5 separate regions of the Sus scrofa genome follow, and regions 1, 2, 3 and 4 are each linked to region 5. Evidence: chromatin contacts called from public Hi-C and promoter capture Hi-C data. All regions are on one chromosome and are shown on one strand. The core of a region is the stretch at or near the end of the contact, and the rest is flanking DNA. Distances in the headings are between cores, read along the strand shown. Region 1 holds the start of SARAF (store-operated calcium entry-associated regulatory factor). Region 2 holds the start of RBPMS (RNA-binding protein with multiple splicing). Region 3 holds the start of WRN (Werner syndrome ATP-dependent helicase). Region 4 holds the start of DCTN6 (dynactin subunit 6). Region 5 holds the start of GTF2E2 (general transcription factor IIE subunit 2).

What was found. Promoter capture Hi-C pulls out the DNA fragments that hold promoters and counts their contacts. A called contact is a pair of places that touch in the nucleus more often than the background predicts.
Region 1: a contact with region 5 is called in a Hi-C map of liver, with 4 times the contacts expected there. The contact joins the promoter of SARAF here to the promoter of GTF2E2 in region 5. A contact is called at or near these places in 2 of 47 Hi-C or Micro-C datasets (heart right ventricle and liver) and 1 of 2 datasets of contacts at active chromatin or transcription factors (alveolar macrophages).
Region 2: a promoter capture Hi-C map of fetal skeletal muscle shows a contact between it and region 5, with 3 times the contacts expected there. The contact joins the promoter of RBPMS here to the promoter of GTF2E2 in region 5. A contact is called at or near these places in 2 of 5 promoter capture datasets (fetal skeletal muscle and liver) and 1 of 47 Hi-C or Micro-C datasets (liver).
Region 3: a Hi-C map of liver shows a contact between it and region 5, with 4 times the contacts expected there. The contact joins the promoter of WRN here to the promoter of GTF2E2 in region 5. A contact is called at or near these places in 4 of 47 Hi-C or Micro-C datasets (heart right ventricle, liver and skeletal muscle).
Region 4: a promoter capture Hi-C map of liver shows a contact between it and region 5, with 7 times the contacts expected there. The contact joins the promoter of DCTN6 here to the promoter of GTF2E2 in region 5. A contact is called at or near these places in 2 of 5 promoter capture datasets (fetal skeletal muscle and liver), 3 of 47 Hi-C or Micro-C datasets (heart right ventricle, liver and skeletal muscle) and 1 of 2 datasets of contacts at active chromatin or transcription factors (alveolar macrophages).

What each region holds. Positions count from the first base shown.
Region 1 is chr15:54,932,379-54,935,271 of Sscrofa11.1, reverse strand. SARAF (store-operated calcium entry-associated regulatory factor) reads right to left here and starts at 1,282. Exons shown (of 6, transcript XM_001924775.4): 1 at 947-1,282. The coding sequence starts at 1,049.
Region 2 is chr15:54,724,016-54,726,715 of Sscrofa11.1, reverse strand. RBPMS (RNA-binding protein with multiple splicing) reads left to right here and starts at 1,303. Exons shown (of 9, transcript XM_021074872.1): 1 at 1,303-1,908. The coding sequence starts at 1,843.
Region 3 is chr15:54,093,372-54,096,081 of Sscrofa11.1, reverse strand. WRN (Werner syndrome ATP-dependent helicase) reads left to right here and starts at 1,409. Exons shown (of 35, transcript XM_021075787.1): 1 at 1,409-1,716. It overlaps PURG (purine-rich element-binding protein gamma), which reads right to left and starts at 1,041. Exons shown (of 3, transcript XM_003359494.4): 1 at 886-1,041; 2 at 1-588. The coding sequence starts at 582.
Region 4 is chr15:54,894,448-54,897,337 of Sscrofa11.1, reverse strand. It overlaps DCTN6 (dynactin subunit 6), which reads left to right and starts at 1,455. Exons shown (of 7, transcript NM_001167644.1): 1 at 1,455-1,477. The coding sequence starts at 1,455.
Region 5 is chr15:54,443,146-54,445,845 of Sscrofa11.1, reverse strand. GTF2E2 (general transcription factor IIE subunit 2) reads right to left here and starts at 1,366. Exons shown (of 9, transcript NM_001244861.1): 1 at 1,170-1,366.

The DNA.
Region 1 (2,893 bases), core at 33-2,532, 490 kb before region 5:
CTTCTCTCTCATTTTAACATTTAAGAATAAAATAAGAAACTACAGAAAAATCTGTTAAGTTCAAAAACACAGGCATTTCCTCTCACCAAGTCATGATTGCAACATTAGTACACATTCCATACCTCAACATCTTTCCTTTCCAAACCAAAAATGATGTTTTCATAGTTTAAGTCATTTTTTTACATCACTCCTATTTAAAGCATACATCATTTATTAAATGGAAATCTGTATTATGTGTACATACATACACACACAATATTAATTACACGGAATACTATCGATCCCATAAAAATTTGTTAGACAAGTCTAATAACATAGTGATATAAAAGAAACTTTTCCCTAGAAATCACTTACCGTGTACCATCACACACACAAAATTTTTTTTTAATTCAATGGGAAAAGCTGGTGTAACGCAATGTACTTTGCTGTAATAGAATAAACAGCACAACTTGTGCTCAGGTAAACAGTACAGTTTATGATTCTGCTAACCGACTTCCAAGGTTTGCAGCCCTGTTCACTAAGTGTGACTCAGAGATTGCCGGTGCCATGGCAACTCTCAGGTGTAGCAACAGGCAGCCAAGAGAACAGCCATGACATCAGACACTCTTGACAACAAAACAAGAGGCGCAGGTGAGGGACGAGATTTCCAGCCAGACTCAGGGGATGAGGGGTGTAGCCCGAGGAAGGAAAAGGTGGGCAAATTCTAGGAATCCAGGGAAGGGAGATGGGAACATTAATTACATTAGATCGTCCCGCCCCGCCCCGCCCCGCCCACTCCCCAACAGTCTACACTTGTCTGGGAAGAGCAAAAGATCCAGGCAGGACAGAGATGAACAGCGAAGAGGATGGAAATGAGCAAATAGGGTAGAAGGGATATGGTCCCCAGCCGGGGTCCTCTCAGCGCCTGCCGAAGAGAGCAAGAGGAGGGAGTGAGGGCAGCACTCACCAGGGTCGTTCCAGCCCCGGGTAGGGCCCGCGATCAGCAGAAGCAAAAGGAGACCGAAGAAAGGGCAGCATCTGGTCGCTTTCGGCCCGCCGGCCGCCGCCATGGCGCTTGGTGAAGATGGCGCGCAGCTGCGGGGTGCTCGCGGGCCAGAACACCAGGCTGCGGAAATCCGCGAGGCCCTACGCAACGAAACTGCAGCTCGGGCCGCGGAGAGAAGACGATCTCTCCGTAGACCCGCAGCCTCAAGGAAGGTCGGTGCGCCTGTCTAACGTCACTGCCGCTGAGGCGCGTGGGGGAACAGGAATGGTCGAAGCTTGGCCCCGCCCCAGGGGCTCAGAGCCGCTGAGGGCGGTGGTGGGGGCAGGGTGGTGGTGGGGGCGGGGCGGGCCGCGTTAAGGGCGGAGCCAAGGGCGAGAAGCAGGGCCTGGGGGCGGGGCCGCGGGCCGGCCTCCTGCGGATTCACGGTGAAGGTGCTGTGGTTGAAGAGAGTGAAACCATCGCAAAGCAAAAGCTAATGTAGTTAAGTGATGTATTTACAAAACCTCAATAACCTTCCAGAGGAAAGTTACTGTGCCTTAATCAACTTTATGGCTTCAGCACTTAGCATAATTCGTGTTCTATTAGTTTGCTAAATACATAGGAGATTTAAAGAGAGAGAGCGTGGAAATATATTGTCTAGTTTCAGAAGCTCAGAACTTTTATACATTTCCTCCAACGTGGAGGCAGTGGGAATTTACAAGATATGAGGAGTAAAAACTAACACCTAAAGAAAGAACCAGCCAGACAAAACTGTTCTAAGAATGCGTAAGAATTATCTTTGAGGTCTGACATGTCTGGGGGAGAATTCCTTCATTCATTACTTCAACAAATACAGGATGAATGCCTAGTATGTGTCAGGTGCTATTTTAGGCTGGAGGCGACACCATCCTTGAACTCATGGAGCTTACATTGAGGAGAAATAGGACAAACAAATTACATACTAAGTTAGTAAATGAAGATGAAGTGATAAGTGCACTGATGGAAATAAAATAAGATGATACAAAGAGACTGGGAGACAATCAGGGAGGACCTTGCTGAGGAAGTGATTTTGAAGCTTTGAGACCTGAATGATGGGAGAATATACAGATCAGGGGAAGAGGTTTCTCCACCTGAGGAACAGTGGATGCAAAAGCCCTAGCTTTGTGTTTTGAGGAACACCGTTCACTAATTTGATGAGTATCTTAATATATTTAGTACCTACCACTACCTAACAGTACCTGCAGGCACTGTTCTAGGCACTGGAGATTCTGCAATGAATGAAACAAAATGTAGTGGTTGGAAGAGGCAAACAAAGCCAGTACAACTGAGGCAAAGTAAACTTGGAGAAACGTGGAACAAGAGAAGGCGTAACAGTGGTGGCTTGGAGTGGGACTGAAATAAAGATAACCACATGTCAGGTTCAAGGTAACTGTCAAGACCCAAGCAGATGTCAAATAGACACTTGGATATACAAGTCTGGACTTCAAGGTAAGGTAAACTATGCAGTTGTTATCAAAATAAAAATAGTATTTAGTGCTACAGGAAGAGATACAATACATAGGATCCGGCATTGCTGCAGCTGAGGCATAAGCATAGGTCACAATTGCAGCTTGGATTCAATCTCCGGCCCAGGAACTTCTGTATGCCATGGGTGCGGCTGGTGCGTGGGGGGGGGGGGGGGGGGATTACAGCTTTACAAAACTGTGGAGAGTATTAAATCAGATAAATGTTTATAGCAGCTGCTCAATAAACAATAGCTCTCTTCCTCTCACCCTCATCCTATCTTTGCAAATTGAGGTGGGAAGATAAGCCATCTGAAAGAAAAGTTTTGAAACTTTGAAAGGTAACACTGATTAACTATTATATAAGAATATTTAGAGAACATTCAAAGGATGTAACATTAATGCTTAGATTCACTTGGAAAACTAA
Region 2 (2,700 bases), core at 54-2,553, 280 kb before region 5:
TAGAAATTGTGATTGGTGCGGTGCGGGGAGAGAATTCCTAGGAGTGAGAAGTGAGAGAGAGCCTACCGAAGTTTGGAGGTTTAAACTTAGGTGTTTGTAGCAGTCACTTGAGTGGAAAGCATAAATGACACCATATTGGAAAAGTTCTGGATGGCTCAGGAAAAATGGAAATTTCCTTCATAAAGCCAGTTTCCATGTATTGTAAACTTAACTGGGTCAGAATGGGTGCCAGGTGCTATAGTTTTATCTATCAACCGATAATCTCCTCTAATAGCAAACTCCTGGGCGATAAATAGAACTCCTAGTTCACAGAGAAGGAAACGGAAACCAAGGCAGTTCTTCCTTCCAAGCCTGGTGCGTAAACAAGCGTTGTGCACTGACCTAGATGCCGGGTCTCCCTTCGTCTCTAAGCTGCTCTGACCCTCTGAATATCTTGTCTTGTCCTCCAGCTTGTCTAGCAGTGAGGAACATTTCCCTCGGCCAACAAATATTTATTGAGTGCGTACTATACACCACGTAGCCTATTAAAAAAACCCAACAACCCAAACCAAACCCGTGGGATTTGAAAGGTAAAGAGGGCTGGGTCTTGCCTTCCAAGAAGGATCTCTTCAGGAGAGTAAGAGAGGCAGCCAGGTAAACAAATAATTCCAGGATAGTCAGATAAGGGCTCTAGAGGAGTCTGAACAGGGGCCAGCCGGTGCGGGGAGGCTGGAAAGGTTTTTGAGGACCCGGCGTCGGACGTGGGTCTGAGGCTGTGCCCTGAAAACGCTGGCCTGGAGTGGGCTGCCCCCGGATGTCACTCGATTTCTCGCATCCTGTCATTTCAAGCTGCCGACTAGGAGAGGTAGAACCAGGTCTAAGCTGGTATTGAAAAGGCGGGGTAGGGGTGCGAATGCCTCGTGAAGAGTAAAGGAGCAAAAGTGACAACTCACACTCCCCGGTCCCCGCGCGGGCAGGGCCGGGCTCCCCGAAGCCCCTCTTCAAGGGAGTGCAGCGCCCGGCTGGGCCACCGGGGCCCCCAGGGGCAGGGCAAACGGGGGACCTAACCTTTCTCCTCTCCCCTCTTCGGCCCTCGCCCAGCGACCTACCGCGGAGTCGGGGGCTCGGGTCGGTCGCTTCCGCCCGGCGCGCGCCATCCGGCCGCCTGGCAGCAGCCCTCCGCGCAGCCCCTCCTCCTGCGGGGGGCTTTGCCGTCCCGCGTCCCGTCCCTCCGGGCTCTAGCCTGCAGCCCACATCCAGGGAGGGCGGAGGGAGGAGGAGGAGGGGAGGGAGGAGAGAGGGGAGGAGGAAGGCAGGCGAGAGAAGGGGAGCTGCTTGGAGCCCGTACTTTCCAGAGCCAGCCAGGAGCGCGCACTCAGCGGCTCTCCGGGTCCCAGCCGCGCCCCGCTACCCCGCACCTCCTCCTCCTGCTCCTCTCCGGGTACCCCTCGCCCCCTCCTTCCAGCAGCTGCTACCTCGGGCGGCGGCTGCCCCCGAGCCTCTACTCAGCCACATCCCCAACTCTGGGCTCACTCCTGGGACGCGCGTCCTCGCCCCATCCTTTCTTCCTTCCTTCCCTCACGCCCGCCCGCCCTCTCCAGGTCTCCCTCCTGGGTCCCGATTGTCTCCGTCCCCTTCTCTGTCCGCCGGCGCCTAGCCCTGCCCCGTCCTCTCCCTCGCACTTCCTGAGTCGCCCGCCGCCGCAGTCTCGCCGCGGGACCCCGAGCCGGAGCCCCAGCCAAGCCGCCACAGCCCCGGCTCCAGCCCCCGCTGCCCGCGGCGCCCGGGGAAGGGAAAAGTGGGCGAGCTCGCCCTCGCCCAGCCCCGCGCCCCAACCCTGCCCGGCGAGGGAGGACCGGGAAGATGAACAACGGCGGCAAAGCCGAGAAGGAGAACACCCCGAACGAGGCCAACCTTCAGGAGGAAGAGGTACGGTGAGGTGGTGGGTACGGGCTGGGACGGCAGCCGCGGGTCTTTTCCAAAGTGCCGGCGGCTGGCGGGGCGCGGGTCCCCGGGCGCCGGGCTGCGCCGGGGAGGGGGCGCCGCGGTCGAGGGTTTGGGAATCGTCCTGGCTCCTTGAAGCAGCCCCAGGCTGTGGCCCGGGGAGAGTGTATCCTCACCGAGTGTGTTTTTGTGGGTCCACGCGCGTCTGTGTGCCTACAATTGCGTAACTTTGAGGACTTTCCTGAGACCTTTTGTAAGTATAATGCCCAGCTTTGTTTGCACCGGATTTTAAAAGCGGAATCGAGAGCTGACTCCTGGGTGACCTCAGATTATTGAGACCGGGAGGGTCAGCACTTAGTTCTGCGTCTGGGGCTGGAAGTTGTGGGGTGTGTTTGTGTGGTTTAAGGAAGAAACTCGGGGAAAGTTCTCCTTAAAAGACTCCTTCGGTTCCCTGCCCCCTCCCTTTCAACGTGAAAAGTTTCTTAGTGAAATATCTTTCCAGCTGAGGCATTTTGGATTAATAGATAACTCATCAGCCGCATTCTTCTCTGATGAGTCTAAGACCCCAACCTGAGTAATTAGGTTTTGTAAATTTAGGGGCGTTGCGGTTGTGGGGAACAGAAGACGAGAGTTTCAAACTTTGCAATTCATTAAGTGATCATCCAGGCTATTTTAATGGAACTTGAACGTCTGAGCGTAAATTTTGTGGTGGGTCTGTAACAAGGATAAAAATGTTGCAGCTGAGGAGCGTTCCTTTGGTAGAAAAAAAAAATTCAG
Region 3 (2,710 bases), core at 160-2,659, 350 kb after region 5:
CCTCTGATTTTCCTTTAGGTCTAGATAATATTTCCTATTGTCCCTCTCTATGTAGTCTGTCTTGAGGACACTGTGAGGATGCTCTTCGGACCCTACAGAGACTGGTGGGGAGGGTGCTGAGTGCTTCTGTCTCCTCCTGGAGCTTTGCTCTTTGCCGTGACCATGCTCTTGTCGGTGGCCTTTCAGGCCCAGGTGGGCATAGTGCTCGATGAAGTCCCCTAGGCAGTCCTTCAGCTCCGCTGCCACAGACAGGGAGAGGGTCAGTTTACTCTTTCTGATATTGTCTTGCCGGCCTCTCCCTATCCAGACTTCGGCTATCTTTAGGAACCGGCCCCGGGAGCTTTGCTTCACGTCTAGGTAAAACCTTTTTTTCTGGATGTCCACTCGTTTAGAGGCCAGCTCCTGGATTTCGGCGGCGCCCCCAGCCTGACTAGGGGTGGCTGAAGCCGCGTAGTGGGGGTAGTGGGGGTGCTGGGCCTGGGGATAGAGTCTACTCTTGCTTAGGCCAGAGCCCCCTACATTCTTGCCGCCGCGGCCACGGCCGCCGCCGCCGCCGCCTCCCCTTCGCCTGGCTCTTTCCATCTTCAGCTGCAAGTGACAAACAGACACACGGGGTGGGGTGGGGGAGGGGTGTTGAGAACAATCGCAGACGCCCCTCGGCCTGGGCTGCCCCAGCCTCCGCCCGGGACCCCCACACCGGGCCGCGCTTTGCACTGTGCCGGCCGCCGCAGCGCCGGGCTCCCGCCTCTACCGGACGAACGGTGGCGGCGGGCGGAGTCTCCCGGCTCCGCACCGGGCACACAACATCCCTCCGCGGCCCCTGGCCTCCCGCTCCCGCTCGCCTCGGGCTCAGCAGCCCCGGGTCCCCAGCCAGCAGACACTCACATCAGCACTGCCATCACCGCCGCCGCCGCCGATGCCCTTCACGACCGCCGCCGCCAGCTCTCGGCCCCTCTGTAGCAGCCGCCGCCCCCTGCCTGCTCCCCCGCCGCCGCTCGCACCGCCCCCCGCCGGAGCAGCCAGGCAGGGGCATCGCCTGCGGCGCCCGCCGCCGCCGCCCCTCCTGCGGCCGCTGCGGGGGCCGCCGCGGGGGCCGCCGCCTCTCTTCGGGCTCCGGCCCGACGCCCGCCGGGGAGGGTAAGGAGGGCGGGGAGGGGGGCGGTGGGAGGCGGGCAGTGGACCCCGCCTCTCCAGCACAGCCGGCTGAAGGGAAGACTGGGTCTCACGCTTTCCCTTGGGGCGCGCCCTGACTGAAGCCCAGCGCGAGGTGACTGGACAGGTATGAAGATGGGAATAAGGACCGGGGCGGCGAGAGAGTTCTGACTTCTTCAGGTTCCGCTGGGAACTGGTACTCTGGCGGCCCACCGGCACCTGCGCGGAGACTACACTCCCCGAAGTGCACAGCAGCGTCGAGTCCTCTGCGCATGTGCGCCGCGTAGCCATCTGGGCTGTGGTGGGCGGGGTTGTAGCACAGCGCCTCCGGAGAGGAGGACTGGGGGCGGGGCGGACCCTGGAGAAAGGTTTGGGGAAGATCTATGTCCCAGAAGTGACGTGTACTCTGTGCGCCTTGACGCTCAGGCGTGTGCTCCTCAGCGCGGGAACAAAGTCTGTTCAATTGATGACTATCCTGGATTCCTGGGTTCCAGGCCCCAGTGTTGGGGCGCTGCTCAAGTCATCCAGCTGAAGGGAAATCCTGTTGAACTGGCTCTTCTCAGGGTAACGTGTCCTCCCTCTTCCTACTTCCAGCTCCAGACCCTGGGGTATCGTTCTAGCCTTCTCCTACACTGGAGGTGCTCAGTCCGGCAGAGCAGGCCTCTGGGCTGTGTGTAGGAGATCCCTCCTTCCCCTTTCCACCTTTCGAGCTTAGCGGTAAAGAACCTCGTCCTCCCGCAGGCCTTCTTTGAGCTGCTGTGAGCAAAAGTGTGCTTCCACGCTCCTCTCGCTTTAGCTTGTGCAGCTGATTGGTTACCTGTTGCGTGCGTTTAGGAGCCTGTTCTAACTATATGGTCTTCACTGCTGCAGAAATTCAGCCACTCCATGTTTACACAACATAGTCCAGGGAAATAACCCATTTTGTCTAATGTAACAAACTATTTTGGAGTTTTCGAGTTCAAAGTATTCAATCTTTAATGGTTTGGGTTTTTTTTTTTTTCTTTCTCCTGGTTGAATTTGAGTTGATTTCTGGGTATGTTTGAATATGTAAAAATTCTCCCCATGGAAGGGAATATTAAAATCCTTAGGATGCTAATTTAGTAGTCTTTAAGTTAGCGTGTAGGAGAAACTGTCCCAATAAAAATGTAGAAAGGAGAGACTCTGGCCATGATGACTAAGCAAAGTCCATCCAACTGCCCCAACCACCCCTCCCCACACATCTGCTTCTGTCAATTTGTTTCCACATCCACTACCTGCCTGACGTCACTCCGGTCCAACTAGCCAAGGATGGACCTGGAAGAAGTAGCCCATAAAAGCCTTGTGAAACCCTTCTTCCGGGCTCAGACACTGGAGATCGATCTCCTCCGAGCCGGCCGGCGTAATAAACCTGAGTTCTCCAACTCTCCGAGTGCTCGCTTGGTTTCTTGCCGGGTAAAAGAGCTGATCCACTGCAGCCAGAGCTGCTGGAGCTAGTAGGCTACAGCCACAGGGCTGTCTCCAGAGCTGATACGCTGCAGCGCAGGGCTGCTGGGTAGCTGCCGTAACATTTCTGGAGGCC
Region 4 (2,890 bases), core at 206-2,705, 450 kb before region 5:
AATCCACCTGTAGACAGTGGTTTCACTCCATGTGTGAGAGTTCCAGCCAGCCCCCAGCAATCATGTAGGCCCATTCCCTGCAATAAACTTCTTAATACACGATCCCCTATTGGTTCTGGTTCTCTGGTCAAACCTTGACTGATTCACCTAGTGTGTGACTTAAAAAGTCAGCAGAGGGCAGGTGGAAGCGTTTTGGGCTGAGATTCAGCCTGGCTTCTTGAAGAAGAAAAATGTGATTAGAGGAAGAGAAACATGAAATTAAAGAAATAGGGGTCTCTGGATCAAGCTCAGAGACAGGATATGGAAGAGTTCGGATTTTTAAAGGAATGGTAAGTAAAATAACTGAATTTGGTTTTTGTTTTGGGGTTTTTTGTATTTTTGACTTTTCTAGGGCCGCTCCCGCGGCATATGGAGTTCCCAGGCTAGGGGTCTAATCGGAGCCACAGCCGCTGGCCTACGCCAGGGCCACAGCAACGCCAAATCCAAACCGCGTCTGCGCTCACTGCAACGCCTGATCGTTAACCCACTGAGCAAGACCAGGGATCAAACCCGCAACCTCATGGCTCCTAGTCGGATTCGTTAACCACTGCGCCAAGACGGGAACTCCTGAATTTAGTTTTTAAAGGATGATTTTAGCTGCAGAAAAATGGCTTGGATGGGGGGCAGGAGGGGGATGGAAGCCTGATTTTAGAGGTCCAGGGTGAAAGAGGCAGACTACAGGGGAGAGTAGTAGCAGAGACTGGATTAGAGAGGTGGTAAATTTATGCAAAGTGTAGAATGAGATGTAGAACCAGAAGAACTTGCCGAATTAATTAAATACGGAGAGGTGAGGATGACTCGGACTTTTCGGTTTGAGCAACTGGGTGAATGGTGGATTCCTTTAGTGAGACAGAGATCCAAGGACCAACTGGTTGGAGAGAAGGCGAGGGCATTAAATCAAAAGCTCTGTTCTGGACATTTTAGATTTGTTAAGACCGTGAAGCATTCAAGTGGACACGTTAAATAGGCACTCGAATAATCAGGTGTGAGACTGGGCAAAGACGACACAACTAGCGCTGCTAACCTGAGGACAGCCTACAGAGGATGCTTAATTTATGGCAATAATGACCTCACGCTGAGAGGGAAAAGGGCCTCAAAGTTTAGCAGGAGGATCTTTAAAGAAAGGAGATGAGAGTGACTATTGCGGTATAATGAGGTCACAGTGAAGTGCGCTGGATCGGACTAAATCCGAGTCCATCGATCCCCTGGCTGTGCTAAACCCAGCGTAGAGCCACCAACCACACCAGCAAAGGACAACCGAAAAACCAGAGCTGACCCCGCCCACGCCGCCATGCCCCTAGAGCAGCCCCCAGGCTCCGCCCCCTCCCGATTCTGCCAGGCTCTGCAATCGCTCGTAGAAATCATCGCTTTGCCCAGGAGGTTGTGTCGATCCAATAGGAGCCGGGGGCCAAACCATGGCGGAGAAGACTCAAAAGAGGTGGGTCTGCTGTTTGAGAAAAAGTCTTTCTCTCCTCTCCGCAGGGGTGGAACCTGTTTCTGGTCGCCAGAGGTGGGGATTGAGGTGGTGTTTTATTCCAGGCGCCCGGCCTGGGTGGTTCCTAAGGCTCAGAGCCCACGTCTGCGGAGGGAGGAGGCGAAGGAGTCGGGGTAGGGAGGCCGGGGAAGGGATGCAGAGTCCGTGGCGGGAAGGTATTTGCTCTTCGTCCTTCGGCAGCCTCTCGGGTCTCCTCCTCAGCGCTCCTGCGCCGAAGGGGTCTCGGGAGGGGCCGCCACCCAGGACTCGGAGATACCTTCCTCTTCCTTTGCGCTGCGCTTCGGAGGCCTGGAGCTGCCGGGTGTCCCCAGACGCCACAGGAGTGCTGGCCGCTCCCCAATCCCTTCCTCCCTATCGTGGACGCTGTATATTTGTGTAGACGAACTCTCGGCCGCTTGTCAGAAAGGGGGCCACCACTGGGCCAGAACTAGCCGCTTCGTAAACGTGTGGGGATAGACTCCGGGGCTGCTTCTCTAGCGGCCCTCCTTGCTGGCACTGTTGGTGAATAGGAACGGCTTGGATGGGAGATGGACACCTTTAATAAGTCAAACTGTTTCCCAAAGCAGCAGTGTTGAGCACCATCTGCTGACTATTCCTGAAAAAGAAAACCGACAGACCTTGTTTGGGGTGCCATAAACTAACATTTAGGCTTTTCTTCTGTTTAGGCAGGTAGCTCTCATCTTGTTCATAAAGCCTAAGAGGAGATCTTCTAGGAATATTCTGTACGTTTTATCTGTACGGAATATCTGGTAGTGTGCAGTGGGGAGGAGGGTGTTGATGGTTATTTTAATAGTTAGGTCCTTGGCTAAGCCTTCTTCCAGCTGCCTGCTCTCCCCTGCGCGTCACTTCCAGGTGCCTCGGAGTCTACACGGAGATATTTCCACCATGTTTTAGTTGGTCTAGTGGTGAACTTATAACTGCCACACAAAGAAGTATGCTGATTGTCCCATACACTACCTGAGGTCTCTTCGTTGGGCATAAACTGAAGACATGAGTCTCTCCCATTCTCGCTTGCCCAGGATATGTTAAATGTTATAAATAGTGTCTTTTTTCCCCAAAAAGTTCATAAAGGGAGGCTGAGGGAATAAACACTGAAATGGGAAATCGTATCTAAAATGAGATATTTTAGGAGCTCTCCTTTGGCCCAGGGGGTTAAGCATCTGGGTTTGTCCCTTCAGACACTTGGGTGGCTGCTGTGCTGCAGTTGGGTAGGGAATTACAACATGCCTCTGGCGTGATGCCACCCCCCCCAAAAAAAAAAGATTTTATGGAGTTAAGCTTATTTGGCCAGGGTTTAATGAAATTGCTTTTTTAAATGTGTAAACCCACTTTAAAGGAAAGGTATCAGAGAAAAGG
Region 5 (2,700 bases), core at 117-2,616:
CAGATCCTTAACCCCCTGAGTGAGGCCAGAGATTGAACCTGCATCCTCATGGATACTAGTCAGATTGGTTTCCGCTGAGCCATGATGGGAACTCTGCTTTATTCCTATTTTAACACGTAAAATCTGAAGTGAAAAGAGGACATGATTAAGGTCACACAGCTGAAAGAACAGAACCAGGAATGGAACTACTGTGGTTCCCCAATCAGGTGTTCCTTACTCCAGACCTGAAATGATGGTATATGGCCTCCAAAACAAAGACGACCTGTGTGGTATGGGTAACGTTTAATGGCACCTGGAACAGAAGGCTTAATATCTTCCACCATCATATGCTCCATCTAACTTTTGCTCCTTTTTTTCAGACTACTCAGTATCTATAGGGTTTGACATGTACTGAACTGTGTGGCAGACAGGAGACATCACCCTGACCATTTTACATTAAACAATACAAAAAAAACAACATGGCCACAACTGAGTTCACGTGTTCTTCCACTGAGACGCCAAAAACGAATGAAAATCTGCTGGCTCCAAAGCCCACATTCTTTCCACTTTTTCATTTGACGTCAACTTTTCTACTTTTCCTCTCTTGCCTCTTTGCCTGGTGCCAACATGGCTATGAATAGCCGGCAAGCTGAGAACACAGACTGCTTACCTCTTAAATAACAGAAATGTTGAGGCGAACGGCAAAAAAAAAGTACAGCAGCGATTTGTTTTGGAAAACAAACTTTGCAAAAACAACTATTACAACTCTAAGTTTAGAAATCCTTCCAAACAATGTCTCCCAAAGGCAGGTGGAAAAAGAAAAAAAAAAAAAAAGTCCGTGAAGGGGCCTGAAATCACAGCCTTTAGTTAGCCGGACAACGTGGTTCCCCAAACTCCACACGCCGGGATGGTGCAGCTACTGCTAATATGAACTTGAAGGCTAAGCAGAGGCACAATCGGCTCTCAGATTCGAATTTCCCCTCTTTCCAACCCAAAAGTTTTCTCAGTGAACCCCCAGCCTAAAAGACAATGCTCCCGAGAAGTTATTACCGGGTTTAAGATCTTCGCGGAGGGAAGGGCAGCTCCAGCCTCCCGCGTGGTGGGAGACCCGCTCACCCCCGGGAGGAGGCGGCCCGCGGGAACAACAGGCCGGGGTTCTGCGCCCCTCACACAGCCGCCGCAGCACCCACCTGAGCCAGGAGGGCCGTCCCACACGCCTCCGCCGCGACCAGCCACCCACGCCCGCTTGGCCGCCGCTTCCTGTTCGTCGTCAGCGCCCCCGCCCGCACGCCCGCCCAGCGCTGCCCCGCCAGGTCGGGGTCCTAGCACTGGCGGCGGCGGCGGCGGCGTCCGAGGAGGCGACTCGGCCCCGGGCTCCGCCCGCCACTTCCTGATCTTACGGCTCTGAACTCAGTCCCGGCAGCCACCGCGGCGGCGCGGCGGCCGCAGAGAACGCGCGTGCGTCATCACGTGCCCCGCCTGGGTAGAGCTGAGGGGGTCAACCAGCTGGGGCGTCCCGGATCTCCTTGACAGCCCGAGAGAGGCTGGGGGCGGGACTTTGATGGGAGTACTGAAGACGCTGCCAAGAGGGAAGAAATTTTTCTTTTACAGGAGTAGAAATATGAAGCTAATAGATCCTCCTGCAGCGTGCGCTGGGATCTGCTCAATTCGAGTGACGACGAGAGTTTTCAAGTTATTGTCTACAGGTGTTCTGTGACTTTACATCAAATGCCAATCACCATCACCTAAACGTCAAAAGAACATTGACGTTTTACAAGCGAGGAAGCAAGAAAGCAAGTGAAACTAAATGGTGTGCTCAAGACAGCACAGCTAGCAAAGGCAAATCCTGTCCTGAAGTCCAGTTTCCGAACTCCTAACCACTACCCCTGTGAACCCTCTTAGAAAAGGATTTTGGATTGAGACGCAGCATAAAGGGGTAGAAATAAAGCGACGAAAAAGATTGGCTTTGTGCACAGCCAGCAATGTGTTTGCGGTGTCAGATTTTCTGTAACTCTCCTTTCCTAACTCTTATAACCTGAAGCCAGTACCCAACTGTTCTGTGGCTGTCCTTTAACTGGTTACTCCTCACCTTACTTAACCTGTTTCAGTTTTCTCATCTGGTAAATGGGAATAACAATTGTCCTAGCACAATGGGTTACTTGCATTGGACTCTTGGGAAGATTGAATGAGATAATACGTAAATTTTTTTATTTTTTATTTATTTATTTATTTATTTTTGTCTTTTGAGGGCCGCATCCATGGCACATGGAAGTTCCCAGGCTAAGGGTCAACTCAGAGCTACACCACAGCCGCAGCACCTCAGCATCTGATCTGTGACTAAGACCTTCACCACAGCTCACCGCAATGCTGGATCCTTAACCCACAGAGCAAGGCCAGGGATGGAACCGCGTCCTCATGGATACCAGTTGGGTTCGTCAACCACTGAGCCACGGCGGGAACTCCGAGATAATATGCAAATTTTTATTCAAAACTTGGGAATAGGAGTTCCCATTTGTGGCTCAGTAGAAATGAAAATAAAGCCAAAAGATGATTGTGTGGCTTTTTTTTTTTTTTTTTTTTTTTGTCTTTTCTTGGGCCGTTCTCGCGGCATATGGAGGTTCCCAGGCTAGGGGTCTAATCGGAGCTGTAGCCACTGGCCTATGCCAGAGCCACAGCAACGCGGGATCCGAGCCACGTCTGCGACCCACACCACAGCTCACA